2 separate regions of the Mus musculus genome follow, and region 2 is linked to region 1. A link is a contact called in public promoter capture Hi-C data. All regions are on one chromosome and are shown on one strand. Each heading gives the region's core, a stretch centred on a gene start, on an enhancer-like site or on the middle of the called end of the contact. The rest is flanking DNA. Distances are from core to core; before and after follow the strand shown.

Evidence for each region. Capture Hi-C pulls out chosen DNA fragments and counts their contacts.
Region 2: a contact with region 1 is called in a promoter capture Hi-C map of adipose tissue, with 5 times the contacts expected there. The contact joins two enhancer-like sites. A contact is called at or near these places in 3 of 15 datasets of contacts at CTCF or cohesin (CD8 T cells, the NIH/3T3 cell line and pro-B cells), 6 of 484 Hi-C or Micro-C datasets (the C2C12 cell line, Sertoli cells, bone marrow-derived macrophages and 2 more), 3 of 115 datasets of contacts at active chromatin or transcription factors (CD8 T cells, bone marrow-derived macrophages and fibro-adipogenic progenitors) and 1 of 9 other capture datasets (adipose tissue).

What each region holds. Positions count from the first base shown.
Region 1 is chr4:95,006,526-95,013,241 of GRCm38.p6, forward strand. All of the region lies in intron 2 of Gm12694 (a long non-coding RNA gene), which reads left to right. Among named protein-coding and RNA genes, the nearest start is that of Gm12694, 31 kb to the left of the region's middle. Within about 2 kb of position 1,571, at least 5 of the 459 cell types and tissues checked have an H3K27ac peak or open chromatin away from gene starts, as enhancers often do. A contact at or near this core is called in adipose tissue, where this site is marked.
Region 2 is chr4:95,634,571-95,640,847 of GRCm38.p6, forward strand. The region is part of intron 5 of Fggy (FGGY carbohydrate kinase domain containing); the gene reads left to right. Among named protein-coding and RNA genes, the nearest start is that of Fggy, 80 kb to the left of the region's middle. Within about 2 kb of position 2,466, at least 125 of the 459 cell types and tissues checked have an H3K27ac peak or open chromatin away from gene starts, as enhancers often do. A contact at or near this core is called in adipose tissue, where this site is marked.

The DNA.
Region 1 (6,716 bases), core at 321-2,820:
CCCAGCACTTGGGAGGCAGAGGCAGGCGGATTTCTGAGTTCAAGGCCAGTCTGGTCTACAGAGTGAGTTCCAGGACAGCCAGGGCTACACAGAGAAACCCTGTCTCAAAAAAAGAAAAGAAGAAAAAAAAAAAAAAAGAAAGAAAGAAAAGAAAATTAAAAAAAAAAAAGGAAAAAAAAGGCCACAATATCACTGAGAGACAAAGAAAAGATCAAGAAAGAAAACAAAAGACCAATGGCTGTAATTTTGTCTGTCCTTATCTAAAACTGAGAGGCGATATCAATTGTTAGTCTTTCTAGTGAACTCTGGGCCCAAAGGGTAGAAAGAGGGTTAAGTCCCACCACAACCCAACACCACTTTCAGTCTCACTGAAAGCTTCCCACTGACTTTTAGTCTCTAAGCAGACAGTGCTAGCGCAGTGTCACACACGGTTCAGCCAACCCCTTCCAGTCCATTTGAGTTCTGTCCTTCTGTATGAACCTGCTGAGAACAGATAATTCTCCATGAGACACTTCTGCTATTCTCTGACCCTCTCTATATGAGGTTTAATGAGACCACATGTAATGTCTGCATCGCTGTCTCCTCCACACCGGACACAAGCCCCCACACACGTAAACACTGGAATCCTGACACAGGGCTGCACATAAGCAAACACTGTAAACATCAATGAACACACAAGGGAAGGACTGAATGCATGTTCCTTGAGTTTTCCCCTCCTGGTAATGGGTCCCAGTTCTGTCTTAGTAAATCCTTCCTGACGTGGTTTCTGAACTTTCATTTACCATCCTACACCTCATATTAAAATGCCGAGCTCACGAATCTGCACAATAGTTCTCACCCAATCCATGGGATCTTCAGCTTCTCCAGAATGATCTATTTCAGAGGGAGATGATCTTCCCCAGGGAAGAGCACACCAACTGACTCTCCTGTACCAGATTGTCAGCCCTGAAATCATACATGCAAGTAACATTATATGGCCTGAACAGGCTACATTTAGGTATATATGTCTACATATATATGCATGTGATAACAATTAGTGAGAGGAAAGGAGGCCATGGGTTTGAAGGAGAGCAGAGGGGTCACAGCAGAGTTTGAAGGGAGGAAAAGGAAGGGAGAGATGTAATTATCTTATGACCTCAAAAATAAAGAAGGATGACCCATTGTTTTGTGATGTGACTCAAGATTTTCATGACCACTGTGAAAGTCACTGGTGTTCAAGATGCATGTAATTTGCAGGGTTAGGGCTTGGAGTGCATGGGAGCAACCCAGCGGCACCATTTCTAGTTACACGACTGAAGACCTTACACAACACTGTGCAAAAGACAGCACAGTCAGCCAGAAGTCCTTTAACGGCCAAGGACTCTGTCACTCAGAGTCCCTATTCTGCATGCTCCTTATTCGTCAAATGGAGATAATTAATAGTCCATGCCTTGGAGAGTCGTTGGGGACTCATCAAAGCATGCATGGGAACAATCACTGAGACCTTCAGTAAATTACTCAAGTCTCTGATTCTCAGAACACTGCCCGAGTCCTAGCTTTCTCTCCATGCCTGCCCATTCCAGATTGCTGTCAGTCAATCTAGCAAATGCTTTCGTTCTTTCGCTAATCCTCAACTTCTTTTTTTAGATTAAGAGTAATTACTCCCAAATGTATACATGAAAGCCTGACTCTTGCCTAACATACATCAAACCATCTGTACATATGTGTCTAGGTTTTATTTATTATTCTTCATTAAATCTATTTCAAGTGAAAACAGTCAGTTTGCCTAAGCATTAAATTATCTCAGCACAGCGGCGTTGCTCTGCTGCCATTTTCCACCAGAGGTCACTGTTTCTCTAGGAAGGGGTCAGCCTAGCGTTTAAAACCAGACAGATCTTTTGGGAAGGTGATGTTTCTCCCGCGATCACAGAATTAAGTGCATACCAAAGTACTAGGAGTATAAGGATGGTGCCATTTCGATTTTACTTCCTGGATAAAAGTTCCAGCTATTGCCGAAATGCTAAAGGCCTGTGTCCTGCAAGGGCCTTTTAGACAGTTTAGTACAGGGGTCTCACAAATGAGACCAAGCTCAATCTGGTTTCGTACGCTTTTGTTGTTATTTATTTTGTCACACACATGTTGATTACTATTGTTATTACTGGGCAGATAGATTAACCACAAGATCACACATTAAAAAAATATAGATTTAATAACAATCCTTAAAAAAATAACCCCAAAATCCTCACAATGCCAAGTCCACCAGCCCTTATGGCAACAGCTTCTAGAACTCATTTAATTCACACCATTATTCAACAAGGCACATGCTGGTCTGCTCACTAGTTCCCATTTAGCCCCCTGTATCTACCTGAACCTCAGAACTGGAGTATGTGACCCAAATGTTCTGCTACACACCCTTCGTGATGACACTGGAGTCGAGAAGTAAGGAGTTGCTTACTCAAGGTCACACCATGAATGAGGTGCTGTGTTCAGCTCCCGGGCCTCCCAGTACGGATGGCTGTGGTCAGTTCCCACTCCAGCAGATTCTCAGACACAGGCTGGTCCTGACCCCCAGATATGCCTTAGTTAGTACCTCCAGTCCTTTCTTCCTCTTTTCCAGCAGGCTAGGGTTCCAAGGAGGATGAAAGAGGCCAGGAAGGCAGACTCAGTAACATCTGAGGCTTTGGGGGTACAAAGAGAAGGGGTCCTGGAGAAAAGGGAGAAAAGCAATCCGCCACAGGACCCTATTCTTGGTGGCTACTGTTCTCTAAATTCTAGTTTGACTTCTTAGCCTCCCAATTTCTTTCGTTGATCATAAAGAATATCAGGGTTTTGATTTGCTCATCTGTAAAATGGGAGCATGATTGCATTGTAGGAGTGGTATAAAAATGGTGTTCTGTGAGTATATCATTAATGACCCATTCATTCCATCATTAACTGCCTGATCAGGTGTCAGGTGCTGGGTCACATGAGTAACTAAAACCTGGCTATCCTCAAGAAGTAGCAGTCACTTGGGAGGAAACAGAAGAGGCAGGTACCATGTCTCCCTGACAGCGCTGTGCTTTCAGCATTGAATCTCCACTTGTCAACTGTTGTCTTCCTAAACCAGCGATTCTGCTCTTGGTGCTGCATTAAAACATCTGGAGAATTCAAAACAAAACAAACAAACATTTTTAATATTCACAGTTTCCTAATTTCTGGGAACTAGAATTTTAGGAAGTTAATGTAGTCAGTCCTGTTGAAAATGACTTCAAAGCGCCACACAGGCTAGAACCCTTGTCCTTAACCCTGCTCTCACTTGCCCCTCATTCTCCAACTGTGACCCACTTTTCCTATGCTAGCCACACTTCCTGTGATGGCCATACTCCTACCCTTGACTCTGGCATATTAATTAAACCCTTCTCAGCCTTGGTTTGTTTATAGAAAACTATGGGTCTAGGGGACACAGCTATCACCTATGCAGTATTCATTACATTTTTTTGTCCTTTTTCCTTTTTACCCCAGTTTCCCTTTTCCTTTTTCTTCCTTTATTCAATTGCTTGATCTTTTACCATTGGTAAGCTTAGGGATGAGACTCTGGCCCAACTCTGTTAAATAAGATGTAGGAGGAGCCTTTGAAGAAAATGTTTTGTTCCTAAGAACCCCTAAGAACTTCATCATGAGAACAGTTATTACCCCACTGTAACCAGCTGAGGGTGAGGGTACCACAGGGCCCAACACTGGAAGGTGAGTGCTAGCTCACTGGTGTGTTTAGGTTAAAGTTAGATTAAAGATGGGTAGAAGAGAACTAGGCTCTATTGAGTGCCTGTCATGTCCCAGTCTGTTGCCCTGCTAAGGTAGAAGTCTACCATTGCCACTCTGTGCAAAATGGCAGACTCCCTTTGTCACCAGGGCTTCTCCTTCTCTGACGTTATTAGGGAAGTTAAACACCCCCACCCCATCCTACACTGCCCGCTGCCCCCACACACCTCTATCTGCCTGCAGAACATTACAGGTTCAGTTTCCTTCTCTGGGTAAGAAGCTGAAGAGCAAGCACCTGAGATTCTTGAAGTGCCTTCCCCAGTGCCAGTGAGGCAGCTCAGTGCCTTAGCCTTCAGCCAATGACCTTTACCCACCCTGGATACTCCTATGCTCTTAACCCCAAACTATATAACCCTCGAATCACTCCACGTAAAGTTCATCTGTCTTCCTGAAGCTGGTCCTAGTGTGTCGTTATTACTGTTTGCACGCACAGGGCCTGTTAGTCAACTCTCCTTCCTTTCCTCTCATGGGCTGTGGCCAACAACCCTAGCGAGAAGGGAGACCTACGCCAGTAATTATATTACATCCAGTAGAGTCTATATTAGTCTGTGTGAGTGAAAACTGCTCTGGAATTCTGAAGCATTGACCTATAGAATTAGACTCTTTTGATTTTAACTTTAGCTTCAGTCCTTAAGCAAATACTCTTGGGTCACACTCTCATTCAAACTACCATAGCATCCTAGTCTGGAACTCCCTTGACATAGCCTTTTCCATTTTTCTATAGTAGGGTAGTTCTGACTGCTAGGAAGTTCTGTCTGTAAATGAGATCTCCTTGTCTTGAACCTCTACTTGCTGATCTTAACCACAGTTACCAGAAATAAAGCACATTTCTTTTTCTTTTGAACATGGACACAAGCCCTTTGGGAGCACAGCCATGAAAGTCAGTTCACCAAGTCTCCTTCTCCTTAAGCTATTCCTACCTCAATTTCTCAGCCAATCTGGTTTCTAGTCATACCATAATCCTGACTCCTTTTTTTGTGTGATCTAGACAAAGCATATGTATTCAATATCAGAGAAGGACAGATATGGAGCTAGAGACTACTTTGACATATTTTCTAGATATATGCATGTATATTAATTATACTTTGAAAAAAGAAAATTGTAAATAACAAAATTATTCTGTGTGGTAGTTTGAATGAGAATGGCTCCATAGACTCATGTGTTTGAATATATACCCTGTTCTGCCCCCCTTGTTGGTGGAACTGTTTGGGAAGGATTAGCAGGTGTGTGTTGTTAGAAAAAGTATGTCACTGGTATCAGGCTTTGAGGTTTAAACAGACTTGTGCCATTGTCAGTACTCTTTCTCTCTGCCTCTTACTTATGAATAAAGATGTGAGCTCTTAGCTGTTCCAGCTGCCAGGCCTTCACTCCGCCATCACGGACTCTAACCCTCTGAAGCTGTAAGCCCAATTAAACACTTTCTTTTCTTAGTTGCGTTGGTCATGGTGTCTTATAACAGCAATAGAAAAGTACCTAAGACCCAGATGTAGCTGTCTCTTGTGAGACTATGCCGGGGCCTAGCAAACACAGAAGTGGATGCTCACAGTCAGCTAATGGATGGATCACAGGGCTCCCAATGGAGGAGCTAGAGAAAGTAGCCAAGGAGCTAAAGGGATCTGCAACCCTATAGGTGGAACAACATTATGAACTAACCAGTACCCCGGAGCTCTTGACTCTAGCTGCATATATATCAAAAGATGGCCTAGTCGGCCATCACTGGAAAGAGAGGCCCATTGGACTTGCAAACTTTATATGCCCCAGTACAGGGGAACGCCAGGGCCAAAAAGGGGGAGTGGGTGGGCAGGGGAGTGGGGGTGGGTGGGTATGGGGGACTTTTGGTATAGCATTGGAAATGTAAATGAGCAAAATACCTAATAAAAAATGGAAAAAAAAAAAAAAGAAAAGTACCTAAGATAGAAAGAAGTTGGTGCCAGGAAGTAGCCTCCCGTTGTGACAGGCCTGACCATGCAGTTCTTTGGAGGAGTGTGCAAGACTTTGGGACTTTGGACTAGGAAAGCATTTGAATGCAGTAAGTTGAACTTAATGGGCTCTCCAAGTAGGATCTTGGAAGACAGGATTACTGAGAGCTATGTGGATTGTGGAGGTTTCAGAGGGAAACAATATTAGTAAGTAGGCTAGATGCCATTCCTATGACATTTTGGCAAAGAATATTGCTGCTTTCTTTCCTTGTCTTAAGAATGTTTTTGAGACTAAATTGAAAAGTATTGAACTAATTTCTTTGTTGGAGATTTGGAGGCCTCTTAATATTGATTCTATCATGTAATCCTTAGTAATTTCTTTCATGCAGGTCTACAAGGAAAAAGAACAAGTGGGATAGAAGGAAATACAAACTGAAGAGTTTAAAGTAAAAAGGGACATCAGGAAATTTAATTATGGACCCAAGGCTTGTGTTGTAAAAAAGAAATTAAGGAGAGGTTTGATCTAAAATGGAATAAATGGAGGGGTACCTTCAAGGTAAGACCACACCCAGCTAAAGTGTCCAACTTGTGAAATGAAAAGGCCTAAGGAATTTTCTGCTTCTAAAAATACACTAGAAATCATGACTGATGCAGATGTGATTCTAGAGTGCTGGAACTCACCCCAATTGGTAGACAAATTTGGCTGTTATCCATGTGGTTCCAGCTTTAGAATCACAAAGGTTTGCATGAATAAAGGGTTTTTAGAACCTTCCTCCACAGTTCAGGGGAGCTCCCGAGGGCAGGCATGGGTCACAGAAGTCCCTATGTGGAGGTCCTGAGAGCCCATTTTGTAAAACTGTGAAAGTGAAGTCTGGATTGCATTGGGGACCCTAAGATGTTGGGTATGCCAGTGCCATGATACATTTGCCAAAGAGAGCTGCACATAGGGAGTGGTACTAGCCCACTAATGAGAAGTGCGTTTCAGTAAGGAAAACTGAAGTGGAAGACCCATTAAACCCC
Region 2 (6,277 bases), core at 1,216-3,715, 630 kb after region 1:
ACAAAACATTTAATTCAAAATTTGTCCTGTCTACAAGAAGGGGGGTGGAGGGTGGGGCAAAGATGTCACAGAGACTGAAGGAATGGACAACCAACCAATGACTGGCTTAACTTGAGTCCATCCTGTGGGCTCTGTTATGCTTGCAGAGAGGAATCTTGCCTAACTCTCCTCTGAGACGCCCCAACCAGCAGCTGGCCAAAACAGATGCAGAGCCACAGCCATCATTAGATAGAGCTTGGAAAGTCTTACGGAAGAGTTGGGGGAAGTATTGAGGGATCTACGGGGGATATGGACTCCACAAGAGCAAGAGTCAACTAACAGAGACCCTCCCCCACCCCTGTGCACATATGTAGCAGATAGGGAGCTTGGTCTTTATGTGGGTTCTCCAACTACTGGAAAAGGGGCCGTTCCAACTCTGTTGCCTGCTTGTGGATCCTGCTCCCCTAACTGGGCTGTCTTGCTTGGCTTCGGTGGAAGGATGTACCTAGTCCTGCAGTGACTTGAGGTGCCAGGGAGGGTTGGTACCCAGGGGAGACCAGCCCCTTCTCAGAAGTGAAAGAGAATGGGGGGGATAATGGGGTGGAGCACTGTGAAGAGGGGATTAGGAGGAGAGGTAGGGCTGTGATTGAGATGTAAAGTGAATAAATAAATAAATTAATGGGAAAAAAGAGGCTTAAAGAATAAGAAACCAGACTGTATTGTGCCAGCCAGCGGTAGGAGTGGCTGTGAGGGTTAGAATGCCTTTTCATCCATGCCTAAGAAAGCCCCAGTTCTTTGGAACTTCAGTTCTACTGCTGTCCTGTGTAGACACTAGCACCTATCTCTGTGGGTACATGGAGGCAGGGAGGTTAGAGGGCTTCTTTCAGTGTTTGGAAGTTGAGCAAATCTAAGTGCAAAAGTTTGCCTTCAGATGTAGTTGCCATGTGACTTCAGTGCCAGTGAGGTGCACCCATTGTTGAGATCCACTAGTCTATAATGCTCAGGTTCTAGAAGGTTCTTTGCCAGGTTCTCTGCTCTATACATCTAGACATAAATCCTGTGGATAGAGCATGGCAGAAATTCTAACTGAGAAGCCATATGGCTTTTCCTCTACTTAACCTTTTGTCTTTTTTCTGAAGCCTCAGATCATCTCTTAAATGTATTTCCATTTGTTATTTTAATTTGGCAAAGTGAAATAGTCTCAGAATTTGGTTCCTCGCTTGCAAATGGATATGATGGTATACTCTCTGTTGACAGTCTTGGAACTATGAACATGATACTGAAATCAGAAGTATTTTACCCTGAGGTTGAAACCAAGGGACAAGGTTGCATGGTCAGTATGACCTTTGGGCTGTAACTTGATTAGGGGTACCTTTTCTTGAAACCAGGTCTCCATAGAATGGATTTCTTTGTAAACTCTTCAGTTAGTTTGTATCCAGGGTGGACCCCTCTGCCAGTGGACTGTTTCTTGGATGATAATTGGATCTTCTGATTATTTTGTCTTTATTATTTTATTCTGGTTGCTTTCAGATTCATCCTGTCTCATTATAGGTGTTAGCATCTTGTACTGGAATCTATGATATAGCAAGGCTCCAACAGTGTGGTTGTGTTCAAGATGGGTTACAGGATGCAGAAGGGAGGTGGAGGGGAGCTTGAAGGACTTGCCCCATACCATGGGTCCTGACCCTTGTGCAGATGTAATAATCTAGTGAAAGGACTTCCACCATTCACCCCTTTGGATTTTTTTCTTAGGCTCTTTCCCTTAGAAATGGGTAGTTAAGGTTTAATTGTAGAATTAGACCTCTGGAACTCAACTTTACATGGAAATTCTGACCCTTCCTTCTCTTCTTTCTCTTCCCCTTCTGTATAGTTTCTTTTTAAAAATTTATATACCTCCTTTTTGCTGTGTTTCTTTTCCTTCTCTCTCAAGGGCCTTTGAAAAAATATTTAAATGTTATTAAGAAACTGCTATCAGGGATTCCTTTGTTCTAAAGTCATTTAGAAGATGGCTTTCATTTTTGTTAATGAATAAAAAAATGTCAACCTGTATGTTAGAATGTGCCAAGCAGTGCATCCATTAGTGAAAACTCTCAGCTTTGAATATTGCCTGGCTCTTACTCCTTTCAGAAGTCAGGCCTTCTCCCCGGGTTCTGTAAAGGTCTTTAGCTCATCCATCCTCCTAGATTTCTTTCTGGTTCTTATCTAGAGTGTAGCCTGCTGTTTAAAACGTAATATCTTCCCAATGCCACTTTACCTGTTTGTACCCTTACCTCATCCCTAACCCCCATCCTTGCTTCTTAGGAAACCTCAGTTTTCTATAAGCTGAGCTGGAGATAGTTTCAAAGAGGTGCTTGGACTTTAATTAGTATGGAAACCCCTTCTGCTTGAGGGTTTGCCCTGCAGTCTCTCTGGAAGTCAGGTTGATTCCAGTAGGGAGGGGAGGGAGGCTCTGAACTAGATGTGCTCCTGGCGGCCAGCCCTGGAGACTCGGAGCTCTGAGCCAACCATGAAGTCATTTTTGAATTTAAGGCGTCTTTTTAATCCAAGGCAGTGTCTCTTAATTTGACAAAGGAAAAGCTGCAGGATAAGCAACTCTCACTGAGAGCTCTGTGGCTGGGTGCTTGTAAGTCTACATTGTGCTGAGGAGACGTGGCCATGTGGGAGAATAGGTTTCTTTCCTTCTCTTTTTCCCTTCTCCCTTCTCCTTTCTTTTTCTCTTATTGGGCCAATTTAGCCCTGCAGTCTGGCCTCTGCAGTGGCTTGATGTGAAATTTGAGAAACATATGTAGTTTTCTATTTCAGGAAAATGATCTCAGGGATTGAATGTGGTTTTTTTTTTTTTTTTTTTTTTTTTTTTTTTTTTTTTGGCTGTTAAGCTCTGATCTTGCCCAGTGTGGGTTTTTTGATGATGGGAAAGAGGCTTCGAAGTGCTTCTTTATCAGAATTTCATGCAATAAAACTTTAGGGTTGGTTTCTTTACTTTGGCCCCTATCCCCACCCAGGCTCAAAACACAGTGTCATGTGTTCTGTTGAAGTGCAATGAAACACACATTGTTCCCATTACAATGGCTTCATTGCCTGGGTGCACACACATGAAGAGAAATGGCCACTGTGTCCCGTGTCTGTCCTTCACAAAAGCTATTTTAACTGTAATTCAGTGGAGGGCTAGGGGCTAGGGGCGGGGGGGGGGGGTGGGGTCTGTGTACTGTTTTACAGAAAGGAAAAGAGATCCCTTAGGGGAAAGCTTGCCTTTGTGTTGTTTTGGAAAAGAGATGGACTTCTGATATTTCAGTTCGAACCGTCTTCTGTGAGCTAGACCTCTCTCCTCTGACTGTCTGCAGCAGAACAAGGCATAGCCCCAGCTTCTGAGGAGCATCCCAGCCAGTGATGAGCAAAAGGCCACATGAGTAGGGTTCTATTCATTAATGGGAGTTGCTTTTTAAAGATAGTGGTGTGCTTTTCTGTCTGGGTATCTAGGGAATGTCTGGTGAAGTAGCAGGTAATAATGTACAGTGATAGGAGTCATTCCAGGACATACTAGAGATATAGAGTGAAACCTGTCTACACTAGACTGGATGGGCTGAGGGGCAGGACAGAAGAGAAAGCCAGTGAAGGGCTCGTCCTGTGGGAAAGGAACTACATTCTGGGATATTGTGCATTTGTCCTATGTGGTCCTGATAGTGTGCCAAGGAACATGTTCTGGCTCACACAGCTGCTACGGAACAGAGGCTGGGGCCCACCTAGGAATGCATGCATGGCTTCACAGCCATGCCTCTTACTGTGTCCCATCTTTTTTACAGAGAAGAAAATGTGGGATTTCTCGTTCCTTTTACACTGCACTCCTATTTACTTTCTTTGATGTCTTGTAGTGAATTGTCTCAAAGCCTCACCCTTTGTTGAAATTCTTTGCAAAGGTTTAAAGGATTGTCCAGCAGTGGTAGAGGTGGCCTTCAGTGAAACAAATGCAGAGCTTAAACATCAGGGTACTTCCCAAGGAGCTGAAGGGGTCGGCAACCTATAGGAGGAACAACAACATGAACTAACCAGTACCCCCAGAGCTCCTGTCTCTAGCTGCATATGTAGCAGAGGATGGCCTAGTCGGCCATCAATAGGAGGAGAGGCCCTTGGTCTTGTGAAAATTATATGCCCCAGTACAGGGGAATGCCAGGGCGAGGAAGTGGGAGTGGGTGGGTTGGGGAGCAGGTGGTGGTGGGGTATAGGGGACTTTCAGAGAGGAAACTAGGAAAGGGAATAGCATTTAAAATGTAAATAAAGAAAATATCTAATAAAAAAAAAAGAAAAAAATCAGGGTATTTCACTGTGTAGACTCATGTGGTACAGTCAGTTGTTGGTAGGGAAGGTTTGATGAGAATCACATTGTAGTCAGAGCATCTCTGTAGAAGCATTTCTGATCTCTAACAAAAGGGACCTATGGTCTCAAAATTGGTGTGGTTTTGTTTGTTTATTATAAACAATGATTCATTCTTATACTTGACTTTCTGTTCATAATCCACTATTCCCTTTCCTAATGAGTTTCCACATATAATATTCTAGTCCTAAGAATCCCGAAATTTCCTTTAGAAAGTAGTGTGAAGACATCATCTGTGGAAAGGAGAAAGTGGGCTCCAGGATAAGCAGAGTCTGGATTCTGGAGTGGAAAGCCACCAACCGTTTTGACTTCCCATCATGCCCCTGTGTACTTTCTTCTCTCCTTTGTTCATCATTGCTTGGTTTGGGGCTTGGCAGAGATTATGTGTAGAAAGCTCTTCCTACAACAGGTTTAAGGCATGCTAGCTACCTACATGGCTTGTTACCATTAACCTTCAAGAGGGTGTCATCACTGCCAGGACATCACGAGATCTACATTTGAGAGCCAGTGAGATGGTTCAGCAGGTTAAGGTATGTGCTGTCAAGTTTGATCGTGTGAACCTATGCTATGATGTAAGGAGAGAACCAACACCTTCCTCCAATTTGTCATCTGACCTCCACATGTGTGCCTGAGCGATGGTGACCCACACCTCCAATAAGCAAGCAAGCAGCAAACAAACAAATAAATGTAATAAAGAATAAAACCAACTTTATGCATTTATCTCCTTGCCATCTCTGTTAGCTTTTTGCTGCTATAACAAACACCTGGGTTAATTAGTTTATAGAGAGAAAAGGTTTAATTTGGCTCACACGAACAGTTGGACCAGTTCATTTGGAGTGTAGCAGAGCAGCACATTAGGAGTGTCGGGACAAAATTGTTCACATCACAGCTGGTTTGTGAAAGAGAGAAACAAGCTAAAAACTTGCAATTAGAACCCACCTTAAAAGAGTTTCTATCGCTGCTCATGAGTGCCAAATTCGGAATCAAACCTTTAAGCACATGGGCTTTTAGGAAACATTTAAGTTCCAAACTACAGTACCATTTTTGATCATTATGCACATAGCTTCAAATAGACTTTTAATTTAAAAAATTGATTTTTTTTCATAGCACCCAAATTGAGCTGTTTTTAACTCTCCACATGCATTTGAAACATTTCAGACATAGCAGGCACCCCCCAGGTTTGAGCAAACCAGCCTTTGTATGTTTTGTCTTTATGCACACCATTCTCCCTGATGTGAAGGTCAGTAGCTCCATTTTCCTACATGTCATCTGTTAATCACCTTTTAAGATTCACCTTAAAAGTCTGATTGTTTCTGAAGCCCTTTAAACTGCATTGGATCTTGGGGACCTGTCTTGTATTTGGATCTTGAATGCCCTCCTTCCCCACCAGGCCCATGCACTAAAGGCTTGAACCCTCATGTCTGACCCCTTTGAGAGATGATAGAACCTTTAAAGGGTTAACGCTGGTGGGAGGGAGGTGTTCAGGCCATCAGACTTCATCCTTAAAGGCAATGCTGACTGAGACTTTTGCCAATGTAGTTTTCCATTGTGCCCTCAAGGTGAGAAAGCTTGCTCTGCCATGCACTCCCACTGGGATGTCCTGCCTTGCAGCAGGCCCAAAGCAGTAGAGCAGGCTGATCAGATTGACATCTAAATCTGTGAGCCATGATAAATCTTTTCTCTATACCCTGTATCGTTTATCCCATGCGTCCGTCTCTTTATCTGAAGAGCTGACTGAGCCTCCCCTCCATTGTTCCTGTAGTTCTAGCCTTCTCACACGGCACTGTGGCACTGTGATCAGTCCTTGACATTTTTGCTCTGAAAGCTCAGAAACTCACTGGATTATTTATTATGTGCATGACACCTGTTAGATAACCTGGACCTGAGAGGAGAACCAGAGGAGGACCAGGGGTACAGACATATGTATGA